2 separate regions of the Capra hircus genome follow, and region 2 is linked to region 1. A link is a contact called in public Hi-C data. All regions are on one chromosome and are shown on one strand. The core of a region is the stretch at or near the end of the contact, and the rest is flanking DNA. Distances in the headings are between cores, read along the strand shown.

Evidence for each region. A called contact is a pair of places that touch in the nucleus more often than the background predicts.
Region 2: a contact with region 1 is called in a Hi-C map of blood, with 11 times the contacts expected there. The contact joins the promoter of CAMK1G here to the enhancer-like site in region 1. A contact is called at or near these places in 3 of 5 Hi-C or Micro-C datasets (blood and liver).

The regions. Positions count from the first base shown.
Region 1 is chr16:72,245,295-72,251,963 of ARS1.2, reverse strand. No RefSeq gene overlaps it. Among named protein-coding and RNA genes, the nearest start is that of HSD11B1, 16 kb to the right of the region's middle. Within about 2 kb of position 3,118, at least 2 of the 5 cell types and tissues checked have an H3K27ac peak or open chromatin away from gene starts, as enhancers often do.
Region 2 is chr16:72,373,676-72,380,164 of ARS1.2, reverse strand. CAMK1G (calcium/calmodulin-dependent protein kinase type 1G) reads left to right here and starts at 1,953. Exons shown (of 13, transcript XM_018060785.1): 1 at 1,953-2,032.

The sequences.
Region 1 (6,669 bases), core at 1,869-4,368:
TCAGCTTGTACATTCCTGGCACCAAGCACATTGGACATTTACTAGGGCTCAATAAATATCTGGGGAAAAAGGATGAGTGAACAAATGAAAGATTCCCCCTTCTTTTCTTCCATTCAAATGACTTAATAAAAAGTCTCCCTCCCACAGTCTTGATTTTTGGGTATCTTGGGAGGAACAGAAGATGGCACTACTATAGGCTTCTCAAAAAAGCCTGTCAGGCTACGCAAAAGAGCTTCCTAGGGTTAAACATTCCAGTGGAACAAACATCTATTTCTACTCCCTTACAAAGTACACCGATCCCAGTAGAATAATGTGCATGCTATAAGGGACAAGAACAAAAGAGAACGAGCATGGAAACAATAGATGAGAAATGTCAACGCCCTTTCAGAAGATGGAAAGTGAACAGATGAGGGATAAGCGACTTAGCCAACTGGAGACTATTGAACCCCAACAGCCCCTGGTAGGAGGGCAATGAGAAGCCACAGAGCCCAGGAGAATCTCAAGGATCAGGGCACCAGAAACCTTCAGGCAGAGGAAGAGATGGGCCCTCCAAGAAGGAGGAAAGTTTGTTTTCTGCAGAAATTGGCTAAAGAGGTGCCAGGCTCGGGGACATCAGCCACAGCAAAAGGTGGTTCAGGCATAGAGCTGGAAACAGGATGAGAGGAAGCCTCCACACTGAAAGATGACTTGTCCAGCCCCTTATCCTGACTTAGTTCCCAAAACACACACAGCCCAACTTATACGCCTCTTCGTTCTCCTTACTCCAGCCCACTGTAGGCAGAGGAATGAACCATTCCTCCTTGGAGAAACTATACAACCAAAGGGAAAAAAGATTATACATACTGATATTTGAGGGTCAGAAGAAATTACTAACAATAGCCCTTGACAACATTGATAGCCCCTCAGAGATAAAAGAAGGCAGTGTGTCCATCAATGAAGATCAAGCAGTCAGTGTTTTGTTTAAAAAAAAAAAAAAGTAGTCACGCACAGACAGGAGCTTTGTAAAATAAAAACATAACAGGAAATTTAAAAATTAAAATGAAACACAGGGAAGATAAAATTGACAAAATCTCACAGAAAGTAGGACAGAAAGGTTAAGAGATGAAAGTTAGGACCAAAAAAATAAGAAGTTTACAAGATCCAATCCATCCAAAGCTCTGACATCTTCTAATAAGTCCAAAAAGAGAACACAGAGAAAATGGAGGGGAATATATTAACCAGAAAGATAATTTCTCCAAAATTTCCTATAATGAAAGATTTGAATTTCCATATTGAAAGGACCCAGTGGGTGTTCAACACAATGAACCAAAACAAAACACAAAACTGTCTCCTCAAAGCACATAATTAGGAATGTTACAACACCAGGGGGTGGAGGGGGGAAAGGATCCCAAAAGTTCTAGAGAGAAGAAAAACAGCTCACAAAGCCAGATCAGGAGTCCAAACAGAAATTGAACTTCTCAGTATCCACACTGGAAGCTAGAAACTGAAAGGCAATACAGCAACGTCTTCCAGTTTCAGAAGAAAATAATCCTTCCTCAGCCAAACAATGAATCAGGACGAGGGTAAAGTAAGGACGCTGGCAGAGCTGACATCCTGGCCTGTACGTGACCAGGGTCTGGTGGATCCAAGTCCATGCACAAGTGTTCAGTGTGAAACAGCACCCCACGTTCAGTTCCCTGTTATTCATGAGGAAGTAAGCCAGAAAGAGCTGGGGTGGTCAGGTGGATGGTAAAGGAGGTCCCAGTTACCAGCCTATCAAGCTCCTAGTCTGGATTGGAACAGGAGGACCCGGGGCTCCAAAACAAATGTCTCCGAGGGAAAAAAAATATAGATTATCCAATTAATTGGACCCATTTATTTGAGCTGTATTGCTTTTACCAGAGGATTTGGAGAACATGACAACTGAGTGAGCAAACAAACAAAAATGAGACGATTATTAACTCTTGGTGGGGGGAGGCGGCATAGAGGAAAACAAAGAAACGCAATCACAGTACAGCAAACGGTAGAGCTGCAAAAAAAATCAGTCATCATAATATGAACACTGACTAATGATTTAATTAAAATTGTGATTTAATAGTGTTAGGAACCTAGCTGGAAGGGAATGAGCATCTGTGTGTGTTGTAAAATAAAATGGCAAGTCCTAATAGTCCTTAGTGGGAAATCAATAAATAATTTCTAATGTTACAAAATCAAGAACGGCAGTAAATGTTTTAAAATATGGAGTTAATCAGAGAAAAGAAATAGGATTTTAAAATGTGGTTGCCCTTGAAAGGGACCTGGGCATGGGGAAGGGAGAAGCAAGGGTTGCTGTTAGCATTATAAGCCTTTTGATATCATGTGACTTTGTATTATATTAATGAATACAAAAATTACTTGGAAAGGAAAGAAGAGAGAGGGGAGAAAAAGAAGGAAAGAGAGAAAGGAAATGACTCAGTCACAACAGCATCCATGGATTACATTCTTTTACCACTCAACATGTTGATGGCTGGAGCCATTAAATTCAGTCTCAAACAAGCTCTACTTGAAATATTTACCTAACTACCCAGAGGTGTTTGCCAGTTTGTTTGTCTAAAGACTACTTCAGAATCTCCTGGGCACTTTGCAAAAATACAGATTCCTGGGTCCCAACCTTGATGGCTCCCATTCAAGGGCCTGGGAATCTGCCCTTAGCTCCCCCAGATGATTTAACTGCACAGCAAGTTTTAGGAATCACTGGACTGAAGCAGAAACTGTGAGCACGTGGAGGGAGGGGTGGGGGGTGGGGTTATGTGATTTTTGTGTGACTGTTTCTGTGTATATGTTGGTGTATTGTGAGCCCGTCTTCTTCCTCCCTCCTTCCCTCTTTCATCTTCTCTTATCTTAACCCATAAACCCAAAAACCCTCTGGACTGAGATTTTTAAACCCCAGGAGTCTGTGCTTCCCAGGTGGCACAATGGTAAAGAAGCCACCTGCCAGTGCAGGAGACTCGGGTTCGATACCTGAATGGGGAAGATACCTTGTAGTAGGAAATGGCAACCCACTGCATTATTCTTGCCTGGGGAACCCCATGGACAGATGAGCCTGGGCTATGGTCCATGGAGTCAGCACGCGTGTACACACGCAGTCTGAGCTTTCTCGCCCAGCCCTGGGGCTCCCTCTGCTGGCAAACACCTGTCAAAACTCTTAACATCCTAAACCTAGACATTGCCCCTCCCTTGCTATAAAGCTGTTTCCCAGGCTATTTCCAAGACTTCAAACTTCATGTACCTCTCATCAGACAGAAAAGGAAAAATTCAACCAACCTGGGAAAGACATCTCCTGCTTTACAGGTGTGACTGTACACAGACCAGGAACAGCAGGAGGAGGCGGAAATGAGAATAAAACCTACATACTGTGGCTAAACGTGAGGGAAAGGGGGCCTTAAGCGATTCAACTTCCCACCTTCTTCCCCTCCCGCCCTCCAACAGAAATGGACAGATGGAGAAGTCAGATCCATGTGCCTCTCAAAAACCAAAAATCGAAGGAAGGAAACACATTAGGCTAAAAACTCGCTGAATTTAGAAGGAGACCGCAAGAGTTCGATATCCACCCTCACCTTATTTCCTTGAGTCTCCGCATGCCCAGTCCTCGGACCCTGTAAATCTTGCCGCTCCAGTGATTCCCTAGTCAGGGACTCTGTCGGATCTTTCCCACAAGCTGAAAACACGCTCACCCCAGCGCTGTGTCTGGGACAGAGAAAATACTCAAAACCATTTAAATGAAACCTTAGCTCACTGCTGTCCTAAAGATCAGAACCCTCCTTCAGATCTGCACATCCAGCAACCCAACCTCCTCAAAAGCTCCTCTCCCCGACACTCACACTAAAAACGTTCTTTCCTCAAATACATCCCTCCTCAACCCATAGCATTCCGGCCTCAGCGCCTTCAGAGCCCTGACAGGCCTCCAGCTCAGCTCAGTTCAGTCGCTCAGTCATGTCCAACTCTTTAGGACCCCACAGACTGCAGCATGCCAGGCTTCCCTGTCCATCACCAACTCCCAGAGCTAGCTCAAACTCATGTCCATTGAGTCAGGGATGCCATCCAACCATCTCATCCTCTGTCGTCCCCTTCTCTTCCCACCTTCAATCTTTCCCAGCATCAGGGTCTTTTCCAATGAGTCAGTTCTTCGCATCAGGTGGCCAAAGCACTGGAGTTTCAGCTTCAGCATCAGTCTTTCCAATGAATAGTCAGGAATGATTTCCTTTAGGATGGACTGGTTGGATCTCCTTGCAGTCCAAGGGACTCTCAAGAGTCTTCTCCAACACCACAGTTCAAAAGCATCAATTCTTCGGCACTCAGCTTTCTTGATAGTCCAACTCTCACATCCATACATGACTAGTGGAAAAACCATAGCTTTGACTAGATGGACCTTTGTTGACAAAGTAATGTCTCTGCTTTTTAATATGCTGTCTAGGTTGGTCAGCGATTCCTATATCCAGACCCAATGTATTTTTGTCACTCCTCATCCTCCTTGACCTCTCAGAAGCTTCCACACTGTGACCTCTGGCACCTCATAGAGACTACCCTCTGCCCACCCCAGCCCACCTCCCTGTTGACTCAGGTCCCCCTGCTCCCTGCATCTCCTTGCCCCTTTCTACCTGTTCGCCTCTCCTGTAACATCCCACTGTACCCTTCGCCCTCTAGATGGGGTGTCATCTACTACGGTTTAAACTTTAGTTTATATGATTTCATTCTCCCAAAGCAATATATCTAGCCTAGACATTTCTCTTGACCTTCAAATATCTAACAAGCATCTTCATCTGTGTGTATGAGTCAATTTCCATTAAACACTCAGAAAATGCTTTCTAGCATCTAACATATGCAAGCACTGTGCTAAGCATGGGAGATACACTGGCCTCTCAGACCTGTGTGTAATTGGGGAAAAAAAAAAGAGCAACTGTGACTACAAAGTACTGGGAGCTGTGATAAGAGAAACACCCAGTGCTTGGGGAGCATCTTACATGTCCAAGAGAGGGTGACTGAAGAACCTGAATGGTAGGAAGGATAGGGGTAGGAATGGTGAGAGATTCCTGGGAAAGGATTTCAAAGTTTCTAAAGAGCTTGCACAGCTAATGAGTTTGAACTTTAAGAACAATAAGGAGCCCGTGAAGAAGAACTGGGTGCATTAAAGCCCACGGGGCACTTCTACAGTTTTGGCAACAGGTCTCCATTTGGATGGCAGGCCAATAAGGCTTTTGCTTTATTATTGCCCCATAAGTTATTTATGGCTTCTTCTATTCTTTTGTGCATATCAAATGTTTCACAAGCCTTTTTTTTTTTAATATATCAATGGATTGGAGAAGGTGGGGTAGGCAGAGAGAAGAGTGAGGAGGCTGCTAAAGCAGGAAGTAGCAGTGGCCCAAGTTAGGAGAGTCATAGCGAGGGTGAGGATGGGGAAATGGTACTAGAGATATCTGGGAGATAGAATCGACTGGGCTTGGTGAGAAATGGAATGTGGAAAGATGGAGAGAGAGGAGTAAAGAAGGATTTCCAAGGTTCTGAAGCATTAACTGGGAAGATGGTGAAGCCCTTGACTGAAACACATCACAAAGTCACTAGAGAACAGTTTGGCAGTTTCTTTGAAAGTTAAATATAAATTTACCACATGACCCAGCAATGCCACACAAAGACTTTGACGCCAGTGTTCCTAGAACACTATTCATCGTGGCCAAAGAGTGGAAACTCTAAATGTCTGTGAATCAGTGAATGGGTAAACAAAATGTAGTATATCCCTACAATGAGAAATGACTCGGCAATAAAAGGAACAAAGTACCGATACATGTTACGACAAGGATGCAAGGATGCACCTCAAAACCATGAGCCAAAGCAGCCAGGCACAGAGGATCACGTATTATCTGACTCCACTAATATGAGAGACGGAAACTAGACTACTGGTCGGCCACACCTGGGCAGAGGGACAGGAAGTAACTGTAAATGGGCAAGAGGAATCTTTGGGGGGTGATGGAAATGTTTTAAAATTGGATTGTTTTGATAGTTTCCCAACTCTGCAAACTTGTTTTTAAAAAAAACCATTGAATTGTACACTTATCATGAGATGCTTTTCTGGTCTATAAATGGTGCTTCCCAAAAGCTGTTTAAAAATAATAATAATCAGGTCAGTTTGGGCATGTTGAGCTTGAGGTGTTTAGGAGGCATGAAGAGAGAGGTTGAGTAAACAGGTGGTTATGCGACCTGAAGCTTAGGATACAAGGCAGTACAGGAGAGAGAGATTTTTAATACACATTAGCTTAAAGAAAGTGACCGGAACCACAAGAATGAGGGGAAATGCCCAGAGAAGACAGAGGACAGAATGAGGAGAGAAGCAAGACTAACCCCAAAATTCAAGGGATCCAGACCTCTAAAGGGCGGCTCCCGGTAGAGGAAGCAGTTAGAGAGGAAGGAAGAAAGCCTAGAGGCTATACATGGACAGAATCCCAGGGGAGAAGAGGCTTGCGAGCAGGTGCAAATCTCCGGAGCTGCAAGCCGCCCGGGGACACAGCCAGACCCAGCACCCCAGCACCGGGAGAAGGAAGTGTTGATGGAGAGAGTGAGGCTGGATTGCTGAGCCTGAGGTGGGCAGGTGAACCAGAACGCTCAGCCTAAGGCTGGGAGGGGTACAAAAGGCCAGTGAACAGGAAGCGTTCTAGGATG
Region 2 (6,489 bases), core at 704-3,203, 130 kb before region 1:
CAGAAGCTAGACCCATAGCAATAATATGCTGTTATTCTTGTGACCAGTACTGATGAGTTAGCATTTATTGAGTACTGACTAGTATACCTACCATAAGAAGTCCTATCTTATTTATTTGACTCTCAAAGGCATTTCCACTTCTGGTGGGACCTATCTGGTTCATCACTAAACACTGGCTGAGTGCCTACCCTGTGTCCTGGGACACAGGCGGGTTAGGGAAAGGAGGTCAAGAGGGCGGGAGGAGAGGCGAAATCACTCTGCTAAGAACTCTCAGTCCCAGAAGGGAGACAGCAGTGGGAACACAGACTAGAATTCAAGGCAGAAAAAGATTAAGAGAGAGAGCGGTAGATGAAAAGTTTTGGGAACCAGCACAGAGGAGGGAGTGATTACTTCTCAAGAGGTGAGGAAATCATAGAAGGTTTCATGGATGAGATGGCATTTGATGTGAGCTTTTAAAATCTATAGCATTTCCATAGGCAGAGAATGAAGAAAGGCCATTCTACCTGGATACAGCTGCAGAAGCAAAAGTCGGGAGCTCTGGAAATCAGCGGTGTGTTAGAAATCAGTGTCTCCTATGATGTGGCTGGAGCATCGGCTAGGTGGACAGAGGGGCTTGGGGTGGGGTGCAGGGTAGCATCATGCCAGATCCTGTAATGCCTGCAATGATGGGGTGAGGTGTTTGTATTTTATTATGTAGGGAATGGATATTTTTGAGGTGATCATTCTACCAAAAATTGAAGTTGGAGAGAGAATAATAGTAGCTCACACTTACGGACAACCTACCAAGTGCCAGTCATTGTTCTAAGCCTTCTACCTTGCTCCACTCGACTAGTACATGCAATAAGTTCAGTGATCATCCCATTGACCAGATGAGAAAACTGAGGCACAGAGAGGTTAAGCCACTTGTCCAAGGTCACACAACCAGTTAATAGACAACCCAGGCATCCAACCTAGAAGCCTTCTCCAGAGCCTCTTTTAACTATCCCAATGGACTACTTCACCCAGGGACCAATTAGAATCTAGGTTATTACAACAGTACCCAAGAGAGGAGAAGGGGACCTGAATTAAGGTTGTGGAGATGAAAATAGATGTCGCCTTTTACATAAGAAAGGGGGCAGGGGATATATATATTCTGTTGTTTGTATCTGCATGAAATGCTGGGGAGACACAGGAGAAACAAAAGAGACCACTTGTAGAGGGCAGGGTGGGGGCCAGGGGCGGTGGGGAGGGGATGCGGTGAGACACCTTTATGTATGGCTTTCAATAGAATCCTAATTGCTGACCCATAGGAATGTGTTGCTTATTCAAAAACCCAAGTGATAAAAACTGGAAAGGCACAATTTAAGAGCCTAGAGTTTCCGGAAGGAGGGGAATGGTCTCCTTGGGGGCCAACAGGTTAGGACTGAAAAGAGGATGGCAGACTTAGGGATCGGAATGCTTTGCTTCTAGAAACAGGGGACGTATCACCTATACCGGGTGAAGCCGTCCAGCCCTGGGTCCCCCTGCGGAACATCCAAGTGCTTCACCTCCCGTTCAGTGAGACCCGGGGGGCTCTACCTGCAACTAGTATCGATGTCTTACTGCTCAGGAATTTATCGGAAACAACATATACCAGCTACTGAGTGGTTAAGAGGGAGACTGAGGCAAGCAGTCTCTGATTTTCTGTTACCGCCGCGTTCAGGCCGATGGAAATCTTTGTCATTTTGTTTTTGCCTTTGATTCCTCCCTTCTCTGCAGCACACATGTCAACGCAAACACAATCACACACACACCATAAAAGGGGCCCTGGGCAAAAGGATTTTTTCTGGATCTGCTCAGAGGGAAGGAAAGGCAGAGGAAACGAAGGAGCAAGCCGCCCTAGCTCCTTTTCCTCCCCTTTAAGGCTGCTTGGTTACGGTCCTGGGAAAGAAAACCTCTGCATTCCTCCCCTTTAATTCAGTGTATTGTGGAAGCGCTGGAGCCCGCTAAGCCTCCCAGACCTGTAGGAGCTGGAGTGGGAGGACCACGAGGACCATTCTCTCGGAATCCCTGGGTAAGATGAACCTGCTTCTTTATTTGGTCAGGGGAGCCTTCTTCGCTTAGCCGGAGGCTGCTGGCACCAAGAGAGTGGGTTTGAACAGCCACTCTTGCAAGCAACTTGGGCGTTTATTTCAGCCCCAGGTCCTGTCTTGCCTGACTCTGGAGGTGTCAGAGGGAAGTTGTAGCTGCTTGGGAAGATAAGTCTGAATGGAAGTCTGGGAGGGAATCTCTGGTGGGGGGGGGGGGGGGCAGTCATCTGGCCATAACTTCAGGGCTGGTTTGAGTGGGAACCTTCTGCCCTTCTGGGCAGAGAAAGGGGAGCAAAACATTCCTATGTGCCTGGCCTGCCATGCCCGCCCGCATTCCAGGGGCAGCCCTGTCAGCTCTGTGCCTGGAGGGGCCGTCCATGTGCAGGGTATCAGGACTGCCAGCATCCTCACCGCCCTCCCTCCTGCTCTGCCTGCATCCCTTAACCTCTGACCCATCTGTCAAATGCCCTGTTCTGGTCCTCCCTTCCTGTTCAGTTGTGAGGAATAGGAGAGCCAGTGCGGGGGTGGAGGGGTGGGGAGGAGGTTAGTAAACAGCCTGTGGCTCCACAGACCCAAGGAAGGCAGACCAGCCTCAGTCCCTCCTGGCCGGTGCCGGCTGCTTAGGATGCAGAACCCAGCGGAGGCACCGCTGTCAGTCATGCGGCTCCTCCCTCACCTTCCCCGGGGGCGCCTCTGTCTCCCCTTCCGTCTTTCAACTTCCCTAGTTCAGTTCTCAAGTCAGGATGGTCACAGGAGGTCTGGACTCACCACCACCACCCCCACCCACACTGGGGCCCTTCTCTCCACGTAACTTTGACGCACGATCATTAACCCTGAAGCTCCCAGAGGCAGTTGTCGGGGCTCTCTCGCCGCTGCCCTGGCGGCACTTCATGGCTGGCCAGCTGCTTGCTCTGGAATCAGATCAACCGATGAAGAGGAAAATCTCTGAGAAGGGTCACGGGAGTCAAGAGGGTTCCCTCTTGGGTAAGGAGACCATCTTTCTTATACCAGAGGCTGGAGACAGTCCGACCCCCAGCAGTCCTACTTGACTGAAGCTTTATCTAGGACCAAAGACAAGACCCCACAGGCCATAGCACAAAGTGCTTAGTAATACCTGATATGGGGACCACACTTGACAGTGAGTAATGTGCTTTTAATTAATCATCTTTAAGACAAGCCCATAGGGTTGGTGGGGTGAATCGCATTTCTTCTGAGGCTTCATCAGGCAAAACTGGATATGGTCGTATCCATTTGATGATAGCGGCATTTGCACCCAGATCTTCTGATATAATCAGAGACCTTTCCATGATACTAGACTGCAGATAGCTGTGGTGTGGGTGTGAGTGTATGTGTATTAAGAGCATTCTTTAGAAAGGTAGGGCAAAACTTTGGGAAAGAAGCTCAAGGTTAGAGTGAGTAAAGGTTTGAGCTGGAGCCAGGAATCACTTAGGCATTAGACAGACGTCCAGCCTCGGCGTAAATCTGAGAAAGCTGAGAGATCCAGGCTTCCCAGATCATGGGAGCCAGCCACTTGTTCCAGGGGCAATCAGTCTGGTGGTGGGATTACAGGAGAGCACCCTGAGGATGAGGTCGGAGGTAAGTGAAATTCCGACAACCAACTCCAGGAAAGAGGCAACAGGTTCCATGTGGGGAGGGGTGAGGGTTGGACAGGGAGACTGCTGTGGGGGGGTCTGAAGGGCTGGGGCTTGTGCCCCGCTCTGTCCCTTCCTGTGGTAGATTTAGGTCATTTTTCCTAATATCTCCACCTGTCAGTACCTCCACTACAAAATAGGGTTGACGATCCCTACCTTGAGAGATTAAACAAGATAATGCTGGTAAAGCGCCCAGCACAGGCATCACCCACCTAGGGTGATGTCTGCAGCAGCGAACACCTGAGGGTCTGGGTGCAATTCCCGGCGGTGGCAAGTGAAATGAATCCCCCTCTAGGAGGACAGCGCCTCCCTGGCTCCCTGTCCCCCATTCACACACAGACACGCGGCCAGAAATAAATAAGCCTTGGGGCCCAGCCGCAGCCTGCCGGAGGCAGCGGAGTGAATGAGCTGCAGCGTGAATGAGGGAGGGCGGCTGTCTGCAAACAGGCTTCGAGCCGGCGCTACAACCGCAGGGTCAAGGGCGAGGGGGCTGGGGCCGTGCAGCCGCCTGAGTGAAAGCAAGCTAGCGATGGGGTTGGGGGGTGGGGTGGGGGCACTGCACGGCTGTGGAGGTGGGGAAGGGGAAGCGTGGTATAACTCAGAGCTTCTCGAGTGGTGTTACCCACGCCATCGTGAGCTCAAGATGGTCCTTCCTCCTGCTCCCACTCCCAGCGACCCCTCCTCTCACCCTCCCAGGGGCGCAGTAGAGTGAGCCCCACTTGGGTACCAACGACGCCCCCATTCCCCGCCCCGCTCCCCCCACCTCCCCTGTGGAAATGGGTCTTAAAGGCAAAGTGTGGCAGACACACAGTTAAGCCTAGGTGGGATGATGGGAGAGAATAGCATTGAAACTTGCATATTACCGTATGCAAAATAGATGACCAGTGCAAGTTCACTGCCTGAAGCTGGGCACCCAAAGCCAGTGCTCCTGGACAACCCAGAGGGATGGGGTAGGGAGGGAGATGGGACGGGGGCTCCAGGATGCGGGGGACACGTGTATACCTGTTGCTGATTCGTGTTGGTTATGTATGGCAAAAACCATCACAATATTGTAAAGTAATTATCCGCCAATCAAAATTAATTAATTAATTAAAAAATGAGACCCTTGAGCGCTGCTTAGAACTAGAAGCCCCGATGGAGATCAGCCCACGGAGAAACCCAGCTCGGGCACGGTCCCCTCTGTGCTCCAGTAGATCCCTTTTTGGGAGAGCAGCAGATAAAATCATTGGTCTGCATTTCAGGACCACGATGTATGAAGCGTCATGTGTCCTCAAGCACTTTAGAATCACAGTGAGAAGGGGTCACAGTTGAGAGGCACGTGGGAGCCGAGACCCGCTGGGGAAACAGCAGACTCACGTCTCCTGCTGTGCGCTCACCCCTATTTCAATTGTTTCCCCTCTCCCCCTACCCCCAGCGATTCATGCCCGTGCCTGTAAAGTGGGCTCATGGCTTGAGAGGCTGCAGCATGCTTTTGTGCCCACTGATGTATTGGACACCCACAGGATTTCTGGGAAATGGAGACAGCAGGGATTGCTAGCCTCATTCAGCAGAGGAGACCGAATGCATGAAGAGTAGGGAACACACCCAGCTCTCTCCAGTGGCTCACGTGTGGACCCCTCAGCCACCAACTCAAGCCCCTTGTTTCCTCTTTATTTCCTCTGCAAGAGGCACACAAGAAACCTTAAACAGCTTGTGAATTCTGGCTTGTCAGTGCAGCAGGGTTTGATTAAACTTATATGTGGGTTTGAGAGCGAAGTAAACTGCAGGAGGCAATTGAAAAACAACCTTCCTCAGTGATTTGGGGGGGTGGACAGAAGTTGGCGTGCAGAGTTGGCTTTGGAGGCACCAGATTAGGGGAAGGGCTGGGGAGGCAGCCGGTGTTCCTGGGAGGGTCTGTCCATCAAGAAGGGTCCAGGGGCCTTTCGGGTCCAGGGCCCAGGCCCAGGCAAGCAAACCAGCCACTTGAGCTGCAGCCCATAGTTGGAGATAGGTTCTGACAGCACGCACAAGGCCCGGCCACGTGCCCACGCACCAACAGGAGAGCAGGGCTGTGAGCCATGACAGCAGGCTGCTGGAAATGTCACGTATTGCTCAAGTATGCAATCGCAGAGCGCCGGAGCTGGCCCAGTCCCCACTTTCCCCAGCAGGCTCTGAGCAAGCCTAGATCTTCTGGATGCTTGCAGGAAAGAATTTACAATTACAGTCTAGTAAAGTTGGGAGACACCAGCTTACAGAACATGAAGCAGGTGTCTTTAAAACTCTCAGAGCCTTTAATAAGCTAACATGGATCTTGACTCTCCAAGAAGGGGCAGATAGCAAATCCACTTTGGTTGCAGAGTCTCCTGGGACGAATATTCTTAAAAAAAATATTGTCAAGGAACCCCAATCTAGTTCATCTTCCTGTTTCTACTAAGGAAAAGGTGAAAGCCCAAAGATGTACAGAACTCTGCCTAGGGCTGCACAGCTCATTGGTGCCAAGCCAAGACTGGAGCCAGAACCTGACCTCTTTCCATTGCACTTCTCAGTCCAGGGGGTGATGAGAAGTGCAATTAAGTCCAGGAAACTGTGGGGCCTGGGCCAGAAACTGTCCCAGCTTTGGTCTTTTAGCCCCTTTAAGGCCAAAGTGAAGTAAAGTCGCTCAGTCGTGTCCGACTCTTTGCGACCCCACGGACCGTAGCCTACCAGGCTCCTCTGTCCATGGGATTTTCCAGGCAAGAATACTGGAGTGGGTTGCCATTTCCTCCTCCAGGGGATCTTCCCAACCCAGGGACTGAACCTGGGTCTCCCGC